Linked DNA regions of Zea mays: all the other regions are linked to region 2. Evidence: chromatin contacts called from public Hi-C data. All regions are on one chromosome and are shown on one strand. Each heading gives the region's core, a stretch centred on a gene start, on an enhancer-like site or on the middle of the called end of the contact. The rest is flanking DNA. Distances are from core to core; before and after follow the strand shown. Region 1 holds the start of LOC103632918 (nuclear pore complex protein NUP155). Region 2 holds the start of LOC100381815. Region 3 holds the start of LOC100273765.

What was found. Hi-C and Micro-C count contacts between places; a contact is called where the count stands out from the background.
Region 1: a Hi-C map of ear shows a contact between it and region 2, with 2.5 times the contacts expected there. The contact joins the promoter of LOC103632918 here to the promoter of LOC100381815 in region 2. A contact is called at or near these places in 5 of 25 Hi-C or Micro-C datasets (ear, endosperm, leaf and 1 more).
Region 3: a Hi-C map of leaf shows a contact between it and region 2, with 4 times the contacts expected there. The contact joins the promoter of LOC100273765 here to the promoter of LOC100381815 in region 2. A contact is called at or near these places in 10 of 25 Hi-C or Micro-C datasets (bundle sheath, ear, endosperm and 4 more).

Annotation. Positions count from the first base shown.
Region 1 is chr1:28,142,593-28,146,759 of Zm-B73-REFERENCE-NAM-5.0, reverse strand. It overlaps LOC103632918 (nuclear pore complex protein NUP155), which reads right to left and starts at 1,290. Exons shown (of 14, transcript XR_556222.3): 1 at 955-1,290.
Region 2 is chr1:27,985,373-27,989,348 of Zm-B73-REFERENCE-NAM-5.0, reverse strand. It overlaps LOC100381815, which reads left to right and starts at 1,720. Exons shown (of 20, transcript NM_001361543.1): 1 at 1,720-2,136; 2 at 2,230-2,343; 3 at 2,426-2,491; 4 at 3,582-3,671; 5 at 3,743-3,862; 6 at 3,952-3,976. The coding sequence starts at 2,044.
Region 3 is chr1:27,853,956-27,857,889 of Zm-B73-REFERENCE-NAM-5.0, reverse strand. LOC100273765 reads right to left here and starts at 2,106. Exons shown (of 5, transcript NM_001148170.1): 1 at 1,850-2,106; 2 at 1,703-1,752; 3 at 1,496-1,601; 4 at 1,352-1,410. The coding sequence starts at 1,984. It overlaps LOC100382193, which reads right to left. Exons shown (of 11, transcript NR_159445.1): 11 at 2,297-2,911.

The DNA of each region.
Region 1 (4,167 bases), core at 41-2,540, 160 kb before region 2:
TTAAAACTTCTGAAGAAACCTTTCCAGCATTCAAAACAAAGAGTTCCAACATGTACCAATGTGTTTGCGGTGTTTCATCCTAGCAGCATAAGAGCTAAAACATGAAACATTTAATAAATCCAGCAAACAGAAAATGCAAAGCAAAACCAAAGACAACTATCTACTTTAAAAGTGTGAAAACTGACCAGTAGTCTATAAACCATGCTCAACCAAACAAAGCAAACAGAATGTCCAGTTCCTACCTCCTCAATTCAATTACCAATACATACAAGAATATGTCCCTTGAATGAATGATGTCAGCAATCCGAAAAGCTGTTCGTCACTGCTGATCTCATATAAGCCAAGGTTGAGCTTGCCAGTAGCCAGTTTCAAATAGGGACCTCCCCTTTTTTTCTTTTTTTTTCTTTTTTGCAAAAACTAGTGTCCTTCGGTTTATGCTAATTTCCACGTGTTTGCCTCAATTTCCAAGTTTCAGCGTAACTTAAAGGACCAAAAACTCTTTCACCGTTTTCTAATGTCAGAATCAGGATTCACATCCTGCCAGGGAATCATGTCATGTGTATGACACACAATTGTAAATTGCTCCCGTGTGACATATAGTACTTCTGTCATGGAGTCTCACTCCCAAAATTTGACCCAAAACTACTCATACTACAATGCAATATATGAACCGAAAGTCCGAACTTCTACTGCAGGTCTGAAGCAACCAAAAAAAAACACCAGAAATAATCAGATGAAATCACTGCTCGCCATGTTTTCCTCCACCTTCATCTTTCGATTCCTCGTCACCCCCATTCTACTGGGAAAAACAATGACACGAATCCCCCAGGACAACTGCAGGAACCCTGAATACAACGGTAACATTCGCCCAAACCGGACACTGACACATCAACAACTCAAGCGTGCGCGTCTATCAGTACACACGCAGCTGACCACAGGTCGCGCAGGGCTTGCCTCCTTGGGGTGCGAGGAGTAGGGGTGGGACGCGTAGCGCGAGGCTTCAAGGGCCTCCTCCAGGTCGGGCTGCGCGGCGGCGTCGCGGCCGATCCGCTCCGAGACGTGAAGACCCGCCGAGGCCACGTCGGGACCGATGGCCTCGTCCTCCCCCCACGCCATGGCCGGAGCGTCGCGGCACAACGCGCAAGTGGTGGGGAACGGCCGAACGTGAGAGCGAGGAAAAACCCTAGTGCGCGATGGAGGCAGGGAGGGGCGGCGGGGCTGGCAAGTTCGGTTGATTTTTGATTCACATTTTTGTGGGCGGGTTCCGGTTTTGCAGGTTGGACCCGAAGTCATTTCACTTGACTTGGCTGTTTGATTCTCTATTCTATCTCATATCTCATTTCTTATTTTAAACTTCTTTCTACAAACAATATTAGTTACAATTCTGCTTCTCCTATTTTACATGATCCAAAAACAACCTTAGAAACTATTTTTTAAAAGCTAGAACTAAAAAGCCTCCAAATAGATCAATTTTTTATTCATTTTCTAAAAAAACTAGTTTTCTCGTTTCTTAAAAACCAAGAAATTAGTACCCAGCTAAAATCAGTTTTTTTTATGATTAGTCATTATTTATGAAAAAACTATAAAGGAATTTTAAAAAAAAAACTAGTGGATCTAAACATTTTTATTCGCTTTTTTTCTGAAAGCCAATTTTTATAAACTAAATGTAGTAACCAGTTTTTAAGAAACCGGAATGGATCAAGCAGGGCTTTATTCAAATCGTTTTTTTCCTTATGCCGACTATAACGTAAAAACGCCACATATCCTGGGAAGGGGAATGGGCTAAGACCGTTTCCAATAACTTCTAATATTTCTATTCTCATTATCTTTATACTCAGTTACGTGTGCATTGCTACGATTTTATATATTATATAGATGGATATTATTTAAATGAGATATTTATTTAAATATGATTATATTTTTATTTCCCAAAAATAGTGTATGTATATTTAATATGACTATCCTTTACAAACATAAAGGCTTTGTTTGGGAGGCTTCGTTTCAAGAATTGCAGCTTTAGTTTTCCAGCTTCACCATGAAACAACTTCGATAGATTGGTTTGTACATAGACTCTAGCTTCTGTAATATAATTAATTTGTGTTAGTTTTTTTAATTACCCTTAATTATTAGCGGCTAGAGAAAGAGACTAAATCGGTAGGTCATATAACCAATGGTATGGTAGATAATTTTTGTGCAACTCTACGAAGAGGTATGAAAAAGTTATTTTGAAGCCCTCTAAAGAGCTTCGAAAATTTCATGAAGCTAACCTCTAGTTTTAGTTTTTTTTAAAAAACTAGGGCTCATGAAGCTAGACCTATTTGGATAAATAAGCTAGAATAGACCTGAAATTTTTAAAGTGAGGCTCTTCCAAATAGCGCCAAAATAACACTTGTTTTTGGTGGTAGATATTGAATTCTTGAAGATAGAGGATAGTGGGTTCGTGCCTCCATCCTTATGCTCCCTTTTTACCTTTTTTTTTTGCTTTTTTCCTTTATATGATTTATGCCACGCGCATGTGCACGGGGCAGCAGGATTTTTGTGAGAGAGTCAACTCTAACCGGGTGGCAAAAGCCATCAGTCTAATCCTAAGAATAAGGGGCTCCATAGGGTTAGCCTAACAAGATGGTTGAACACAAAAACACACGAGAATTTAGAGTGGTTCGAGCCGTCTTACGTAATACCCTACTTCATTTGTGAGTTGTATTGCTGGGAGTTTGAGTGAGAGTGAGTGTGAATGAGGCTGGACTGGGTCTAGGTGTCTCTAGATAAACCTGTCTCTTGTATCGCATGTGTCCTCCCTTTTATAGTCCAAGGGAGCATAGGTACGAAGCCCCGATAGGTGGACTCAGCGATCTAGTATTAAGGGGTTGTTTGGTGCCTAAGCCGCCACAGCGCGCCACAGTTTTGCCGCCGCAGGTGTGGCGGTCGATTCGGCCGCCGCGGCTTAAGTGTGGCGTGGCGCCGGACGCTGTCGGCGTTTCGAGACCGGGGGGTCCCTAAGCCGACGAGTGAGTGTGTCGCGTGCCCCAGCCCAGATGGGTCGAGCGCGTGGGCGAGCGCGAAGGGGGGAAGCGAGGTGGCCGGAGACGGGCGTGAGAGAGGTGGAAATCCCGCGGCCTTCGTGTTCGTCCCGCGCCCAGGTCGGGTGCGCTTGCAGTAGGGGATTACAAGCGTCCACGCGGGTGAGGGAAGCGAGCGGCCCCAAGAGAGTGCCTGTCTCGTCCTCGTCCCCGCGCGGCCAACCTCCTCTAAGAAGGCCCTAGTCCTTCCTTTTATAGGCGTAAGGAGAGGATCCAGGTGTACAATGGGGTGTAGCAGAGTGCTACGTGTCTAGCGGGGGAGAGCTAGCGCCCTAAGTACAGGCCGATGTGGCAGCCGGAGAGATCTTGGCACCCAGTTGGTGTGAAGTCGTGGTCGTCGGAGGAGCGGCGGAGCCTGGCGGAGGGACAGCTGTCGGAGCGGTCGAGTCCTTGCTGACGTCCTCCTGCTTCCGTAAGAGAGTTGAGAGCCGCCGTCATCACAGGGCACGCGGGGCGCCATCATTGCCTATCTGGCGGAGCTAGCCAGATGGGACACCGGTCTTGTTCTCTGCGGCCCGAGTCGGCTCGGGGTAGGGTGATGATGGCGCTTCCTGTTGACGTGGCGGGCCCGCGCCCGAGGTCGGGCGACGTGGGGGCTCCTCCGAAGCCAGGGTTGAGTCTGTCTTCTGTGGCCGAGGCCGAGTCCGAGCCCCTGGGTCGGGCGAGGCGGAGGTCGTTCGGCAGAGGCCAGGGCGGAGTCCGAGCCCTGGGGTCGGGCGAAGCGGAGTTCGTCGTCTTCTGGGGTTGAGCCCGAGTCCGAGCCCTGGATCGGGCGGAGCGGAGTTCGCCGTCTTCCGGGGCTTAGCCCGAGTCCGAGCCCTGGGTCGGGCGGAGCGGAGTTCGCCGTCTTCCGGGGCTTAGCCCGAGTCTGAGCCCTAGGTCGGGCGGAGCGGAGTTCGCCGTCTTCCGGGACTTAGCCCGAGTCCGAGCCCTGGGTCGGGCGGAGCGGAGCTTCCTATGGTGCCTTTGGCAGGGCCTGACTGCCTGTCAGTCCCACTCTGTCAAGTGACACTGCAGTCGGAGTGGCGCAGGCGGCGCTGTCCTTCTGTCAGACCGGTCAGTGGAGCGGCGAAGTGACGGCGGTCAC
Region 2 (3,976 bases), core at 471-2,970:
TGGCGTTTAGAAAAAAAATGCAGAACGTAAAGTACAACGTACGATATCAAAGAATGCCATATTTGAAACACCGCATAGCCGGTGGAGGATGAAGAGGACCAACAACGTATAGTATGGAGCGTGGCTAAGCATGACTGTGACCGTGCATGCGCCGGACAACACGGTCATGTGCAATATGGCGACATGACTTCGATAACATACTCTGTTGAGGCGTATTGTCGAACAGCTTGCGTGCGTGGACCAAGTCTTCAGCAAAGTCCAAAGGCAACACCAAAATCTTCAAAGCGTCGCACTGGCTTATGGAGGATTGGGACAAGCAACAACACATAGAGTGAGACGTGGCAGACGACGGACCATGTTGGCGACCATGCATGCATTAGAGAGTATGTTGGTGTGGCCCTGGTGTGGGAGCAAATGGCAGTAAGAACCGGCGACGCCCACCATGAATGGCGTCGATGGCCATGTTTGGCGCTGGTGGTGGACTGGTGGCGACAGGAGGCCCAACGTGGCGGTCGGGCAGAGATGAGGTCTGACATGAGGACGACGACGAGCGACCTGGTTGCCGACGAAGAGAGGGAAGGCGCGGTATAGAGGAATGCGTCGTCCCTGAAAAAGCAAGAGACACGTAGGGAGGGAGGGGGAGCACCTGCACGTCGCCTCCTTCGCCTAGGCTCCTCTAGGCGGGTTCGCCTCGACTCCTTCGTCCAACTATTCCAGTGGAGGAAGCAAGGTGTCAGATTTACTTTTTTTAATGGATGTCCGGATGCTTCCAGCACGGACCGGACGCCGGACGCAACATCGCTAAGGAAGGAGTCTGTTGATGAAGAGCGCTGATTCACGATCCGATGGCGGGAATTAATTAAAGTGACGTGGCTAAATGGTGTGCATGCTTTGCTCCCGCGTTTAATATATAGAAATAAATGTAATTTGCATGTACGTGTATGTTTATTATTATTTAAATAAATATGGACCGAAAAGAATGGGCTAGAAAGAATTATATTTTGTGACATAGGGAGTAATTTATTTAGCCAATCAAACACACTCATCAAACAACTTTATACGATCTTACTTTATAAACTGAAAGCAAATGTAATAGCAAATTCTACGTAGACTATATATTGCGATAGAGAAAAAAATCCGAAGAGAAAAGAAGCAAATATAAACTTACTGTAGAATGAGAGATAGATTAGAAAATTTTTTATAGCGAGGAAAATAAAATATATTTATTTATTTATTAGGATTTGTGTCAAGATCAGGCAACTAAACCGATCCGAACGATCGTGAGGATCGTTGCGTCCGGTCTTCAATGATCCCTCACCTCGAGCTGAACACGCTTTGGGTCTCTCCAGTCGCTATCCTATTTTATTTCTTATTTTTTATTTTAAACTTTAGTTTATAATAAACTGTATAATTATAAGTACTCTATTTTACTACATTTTTTTATTTTAAACTTTAGTTTATAATAAACGGTATAATTATAAATACTCTATTTTATACTATCCGCTGCGTACAACTTTAGCATGAGTTTGGAGAGAGAACTAGCGGATTAGCGGACACGACCGGAGACCCTCGCATGGATTATGGATACACCTGGTCCACGCACTGCGCTGCTCGGCTGACAGTCAAGGTCATGAAGCCCGGTCCCACTTGCCAGGCTGGCCTCCGCTCTGGACCATCACCCACGAGAAACAGGCGCCGTTAATGGCTGCCACAACGGTAAACGTTACCCTTTCGGAGAAGAAAAAAATAGCGGTAGCGCTCGGATCCCTTCTTCCTCCAGATCACACCACCGTCGCCTCCGCCTGCAAATCCATTCCTAGACTCGAGCTGTTGCTGCGAGCGAGCTCGGGTTGGGGCTCAGGTCTCTAGGGTTTCGCCTCCCTGCTCCTGGTGCTCATCGCCTTGGACCTTGGTCTGTCGGGTTAGGGTTGTCGCGGCTGCGGGAGCCGTGGGTCGGCGGGTGCGGCCGATGCGGCGATCGCCGGAGATAGGGAGGCTGTAGCGGCGGCGGGGCAGGGGATCTCCTGGGTGGATTCTCCGGCGATGGCCGCAGACGCACTATCCATCATCCCGGGCGCCGTGCTTCGGAACCTTTCTGACAAGCTCTACGAGAAGAGGAAAAACGCCGCGCTCGAGGTGAGGGATTCAATTCCTCGCGGGCTTTGGTCTTAGAGCAATCGGCAGGGATTTGAGATGATTGTTTTTTTTGTTGCTGTGGCCTTTGTACAGATTGAGGGGATTGTGAAGCAGCTTGCAATGGCTGGGGAGCATGAGAGGATATCAGCAGTTATCTCGCTGCTCACCAACGATTTCACATACTCGCCACAAACGAACCATCGGAAGGTTTGCATAGACTGCAGTACTTCATGTCTCTGTTCTTATGAGGTCAGATTTGTTGAGTTCTGTGGCATTTTGATGTTAGCAGGGTGGGTTGATTGGTCTTGCAGCAGTTACTGTTGGACTCACCAGTGAGGCAGCTCAGCATCTTGAGGTTTGCTAGCGCAAGCGATAACTCTTATCTATTTAGTGTATTCATATTCAACTTTATGCAGTGTCGTCGCGTATTGGGTGAATCCTTGTGGCTCTTAAAGGAAACATGTGGCTATTTGCCTTAAACCCTGCATGCATAATCTGTAAATGGCAAGTTGGCAACTACGGGGTTGAAATTGCCAATGTCAACTTGCCTTACTGAGCTTCACCAATGGATCATGCGTTCTTCTATTAGTCAATGGTTCCAAATGACTTCATTTCTTGTGGTCTCAAGCACTTCATATTTCCCACAGTGCTGAAGGACATTATTATGCTTACAGGTTCACCATGAAAATATTTGTCCCAAGGTTTGCAAATACTTGGAGTTTTTGGAGAACGACATGGTCTCCAAAACATAGCTTTGATCATTATTTGTTAATAGAATGTAATTGAACATCCTAACACATTTATTCTTTTATGAAAGCATTTTTTAAGGCAAATCTATGCGTATGATTATCAAGTTTCTAAACTGAACACATTAAAAGTTTTTTGTAGTCAAAGTTTTAAAGTTTTACTTAAACTTTGTCAAAAATGTCAATTGTTTGCCAACCATAGGGATTAACTTCTACGGGTTGTAGATATGGGCATATGGCCTCCCACTTTCAGACACTTCCTTTCTGGCATTCTTTTAACAGATTGCATTTGATGCTTGGAAAATATTAGTTCTATATGTTGTTATTCATACATTAATTCGTAGGATTTTATTTAGGTTTACCTTTGCCATCAACTGAAATGGATATTGTGGATCTGGAAGAAAGGTCAATGAGGGAGATTGCAGGGCTCTACAGAAAATTTTCCTTTGATGTGGTTAGATCTTGGGAATCGAGATAAATGCTAGATGGCAATGTGTGCTCATGTTCAAATCATATAGTTATTAGTTTAATACAAAGCTTCTGTTACCATATACAAACACACTATTATTTTGTCACATGTCTACCCAGCAAAGAAGCTGTTAACATGAATTATGATTATTGCTTACATTATATTTTCTGTACTATATTCTGTTTTGCCAATTTGACTGTACAATAAACTCTGTCGCTTTGTGCTTCCAGCAAATCGTGCCTCCTGTGCTTAATTCTTTCCTGGACCAAGATAGCAGAGTGCGTTACTATGCTTGTGAAGCGCTATACAACATAGCAAAGGTGATCATTTAGTTCAGTGATATAACATAATTTGTATGTTTGCTTTACACTAATTGAATTTCTATCTTTAGGTTGTAAGAGGGGATTTCATCATCTACTTCAACAAAATTTTTGATGCTTTATGCAAGCTTTCTGCAGATTCCGATGCTAATGTTCAAAGTGCAGCTCACCTTCTTGACAGGCTTGTCAAGGTATATTCATCTGGACTGTACTCATATGTCTACAACTTGTCCTTGTTTCTCTTCTTAATTATCCCTGATAATATAACTATATCAACCAGGATATCGTAACCGAGAGTGACCAGT
Region 3 (3,934 bases), core at 857-3,356, 130 kb after region 2:
CGTCATCGGCAAGGGCGCACTATTTAGCGCCACCACATTCCGCTACCGGCCGCCACGAGGGCGCCTCCGCTGGTTATTGTCGCGACCTATTCCAGGTGCCCGTCCATGTGCTCCCTTTTCGTCCAGATGGCGTCCATGGGATCCAGGTGGCTGCACACGTGCAAGTCCAATGCGCGCAGGGTGTCCGCCTTATCTTATGGGGTCAAAAAAATTCAGGTTCGGAATAATAAGATAAGCCGAGATGTAAAAGGCTTGTGTTCTAGGTGTCTGGTTTTGGGTCAAGTAGACTCGGTCTTTGAGCACACGTCATGCTGCAACTCGAGGACGAGCTGCTTATCCAGGAGGGGTGTAGTGTCAGGGCCTAAGGAGGCCCACGGAGGGGCTGTGACAGCAGCAACCATGGGCCCTCCAAGAGGATTAGATAAGGATAGTTAGAGATAAGATTAGAAGATTAGTTGAGATTATCTAGGAAGGTTATCAGTTAGTAGTTGTTGAGAGTTTTTAAGAGAGTTTTAAGGAGATAAGGATCTCTAGCTATATAGGGACAGCCAGTTGGCCTATTTATGTAATCAATGATGAGAAATAAAGGAGGCAAGAATTAGAAGGGAGAAAGCCTCCTCTTGCTCGGCCGTGGGCAGAGGCCCCCGGCCGACGTTCCTGCCCATCGATACCCCTCTCCAATCTCTCACTGATCTAACGACCATAACAGCTCACCTACCTACACGCTATTTACCCCTTTAGACACCATAGTTGCTAGATAGAATACGGTAAACAAAATTGAGTCAGATGAGTTATAATCTACTTTATTTTTTTAATTTGCTCATAGCACCTACTAAGATTTACAGATAGTTATGATAAAATTAGTAAATGAAGACTATTAAAAAGCACAGTTGTATGAGAAATGAACATATCCTTGGGTCTGAACATTCCTACTTGTTCCTGATCACTCAATACTTCAGTTCTCTTCCTAGTCATGTGGTTTTATTGAATGTTTAGAGAGCTAATCAACCATGGGAGACATAGTATCACTATCATTTCCCTTCATTTACATATGCACCCACAGTAATGCATGTCAATACCTATGTTTCTGTCTTACGCATTTTCACATTTACTATCTTGATCAAGGGCCTGATTCTATAATTCCAGTCAACAATAGTATCACATTTTATGATTCGTATGTTTAAGATCAAGATCGTATGATTGAGATCTTATGTAGACTCCAACCCAACTTATAATCTACGACTTGACAACCTTAACGACAATATGATCCTTCAATCTTCAACACAAAGCAGCCCAATTCAACATTTGAAACCCCAAACGAACATGTTCGATATGTTCTGGTCATTCTTACTTGTGCATACAATACTTGTACTCCTGGCTTCGAACATAGTCCAACTCCCCTTCCTCAAGCTACACAAGGCAGCCAAGCAAAAAAAATCAGTAAACCAAGTATATCGCAGCTGCTGAAACCCCACATCCTGATGCCACCACTCACCGGATCCCCGCCGTATATGAGGTCGTAGCACTCCGGCGAGAGGCAGCGCAGCACGCAGTTCTCCTTCTCCGTCGGCGAGTACCTGCACACCCATCCCCACAGCCCGCTACGGCACGGCCGAGAGAAACAAACCACCGTCAGAACTCAGAAACATCGCGTCAGATGCGTTCCACTGAATAGTAGAGAACACATCATACTAACACGTACTTCTCGACGTCGGTGTAGCAGGCCTCCTTCTTCTGCCGGATCTCGTTGTCCTGCGCCACGGAGTTCGGTAAGCGCGATGGGATGGATAGAGACTAGAGAGGCGGGCGGAGGAGAGATGGCAGGGTCGGGTCAGGCGGGGAGACGTACGGAGATGGGGCGGCGGGAGGACTTGGCGGCGGCGGAGACGACGAGGAGGGCAAGGGTGAGTACTAGAAGATAGCAGGCGGACGGGAATCGCCGTGGATTCCGGTGGGACGGATGCGACGGCCGCCGGGAAGACATGGCACCGTGTGGATCCCGTCAGCTGGCTCGAGCTGATGTCGCGAGCCTTCTGCTGCGGGCTGCGGCGCTTGTCTCGGTCTGGAAATCGATCGAACATGGCAGAGGCATTTGAACTACTTCGTCTCAAAGCGAAATGAATCGTTTTCATTTGAACACGGCAGAGGCATTTGAACTGCTTCGTCTCAAAGCGAAACGAATCGTTTCCATTTGAACATGACAGAGGCATTTGAACTGTATGGATAGGAGCATTTTTTTTGTGAATAGGAGCATTGTTGTGTTTGTGAATTGTGATTATTCCAATTCGTCTCGCGTCAGAACTGTTGTTTGCATAAATTCAGTGCTTATGAATTATGTTGCAACAAAATCGTTAAACGATATCAAGCCGGGATGGTTACAAAACTTTGTGCAGACAAGATACATACAGTGTACATTAGCCTACGGCCATGTTTCTTCATGTCTTTCATGTGGCTTTCGTCAAAACTCGGAATTGCTGCAGGTGTCTTCTACATATTGGAATAATGAATCAAGAAATGACTAATGAGAAGCAACCCATATTCTGTTAACCTGTACTGCTGCGTCTGGATACCATACACTGCAAGCAAAGCCGGATTCTTTTCCCAGGACGAAGCTTTGCGCGGCAAAGTTACGTATTTATGATCATCATCAAAACTGTGATGTCGCAAACGTTCAGAAATGAAGACGACAGAAATTCACTCTGGCTCAACAGGTATTTCAGCTTGAGTTGGACGGTCAATGCGCTTCCCAGTGTACCTGAGTTTACTTCTGATTACAAATAAGAATATTGCGGTCATGAGGAATCCTTTTAATAGCAAGGGGACAGCCGTATCAGTTCCTCGGCAAGAATTCCATCCTGGGATAATAGGTTGCACACTGATTGAAGCAAATCTTTTATCACCTTTATCATCCCTAGAATGTAATGAATAGAATTATTAAATGGCCTTATCAAAAGTAAATTCAAGCTTTACAGAATGAGAGCAATGTAGATAAGCTAGGCATCTGAACCACATATACATATGGCATTGCCTTTAGATAGCATTTTTTTCCAAGAAAAAAGCAATTAGAGATTCCAAGAGCGCCAAGCCTGCCCTTTTCGTCATGCACTAGGTACTAAAACAACTAGCTTGGCAGATCAATACATCAACATAGTCTTTTAGTCCCAAGCAAGTTGGGGTAGGCTAGAGTGGAAATCCAACAAGATGTCACCAAAAAGAGAAAGAGAGATAAAGGGAAAGGAAAAAGCCATTGAGAGCACTAAAAGGAAAAATGTCTAATCACGGTTCGGGCACATGGATAGCTTCTTTCCAAGCACTTCTATCCAAACACCGATCAATTGGAATATTCCATTTCTTCAAGTCTCTTTTGATTGCCTCCTCCCATGTCAAGTTTGGTCGACCTCTACCTCTTCTTATTATTGTCCCGTCTTATGATGACTCTGTGCACCGGTGTCTCTAGGGGTCTCCGGTGGACATGCCCAAACCATCTCAACCGATGTTGAATAAGCTTTTCTTCAATTGGCGCTACTCCTAGCCGATCGTGTATGTCATCGTTTCTCACTCAGTCCAATCTTGTGTGCCCACATATCCAACGCAATATACGTATCTCTACGACACTTAGTTGTTGGATGTCGTCTCTTAGTCGGCCAACACTAAGCCCCATATAACATAGCAGGCCTAATCGCTAACCTGTAGAACTTGCCTTTCAACTTCTGTAACACTCTCTTATGACATAGGACTCCCGATGTTTGACGTCATTTCATCCATCCCGCTTTGATTCTATGGCTAACATCTTCATCAATATCACTATCTCTATGTAGCATCGATCCCAAATAACAGAAGGTGTCCTTTGGTACTACCTGGACTCCCAAGCTTACATCTTCATACTCACTAATTGTAGTACCAAAGTCACATCTCATATACTCGGTTTTGGTCC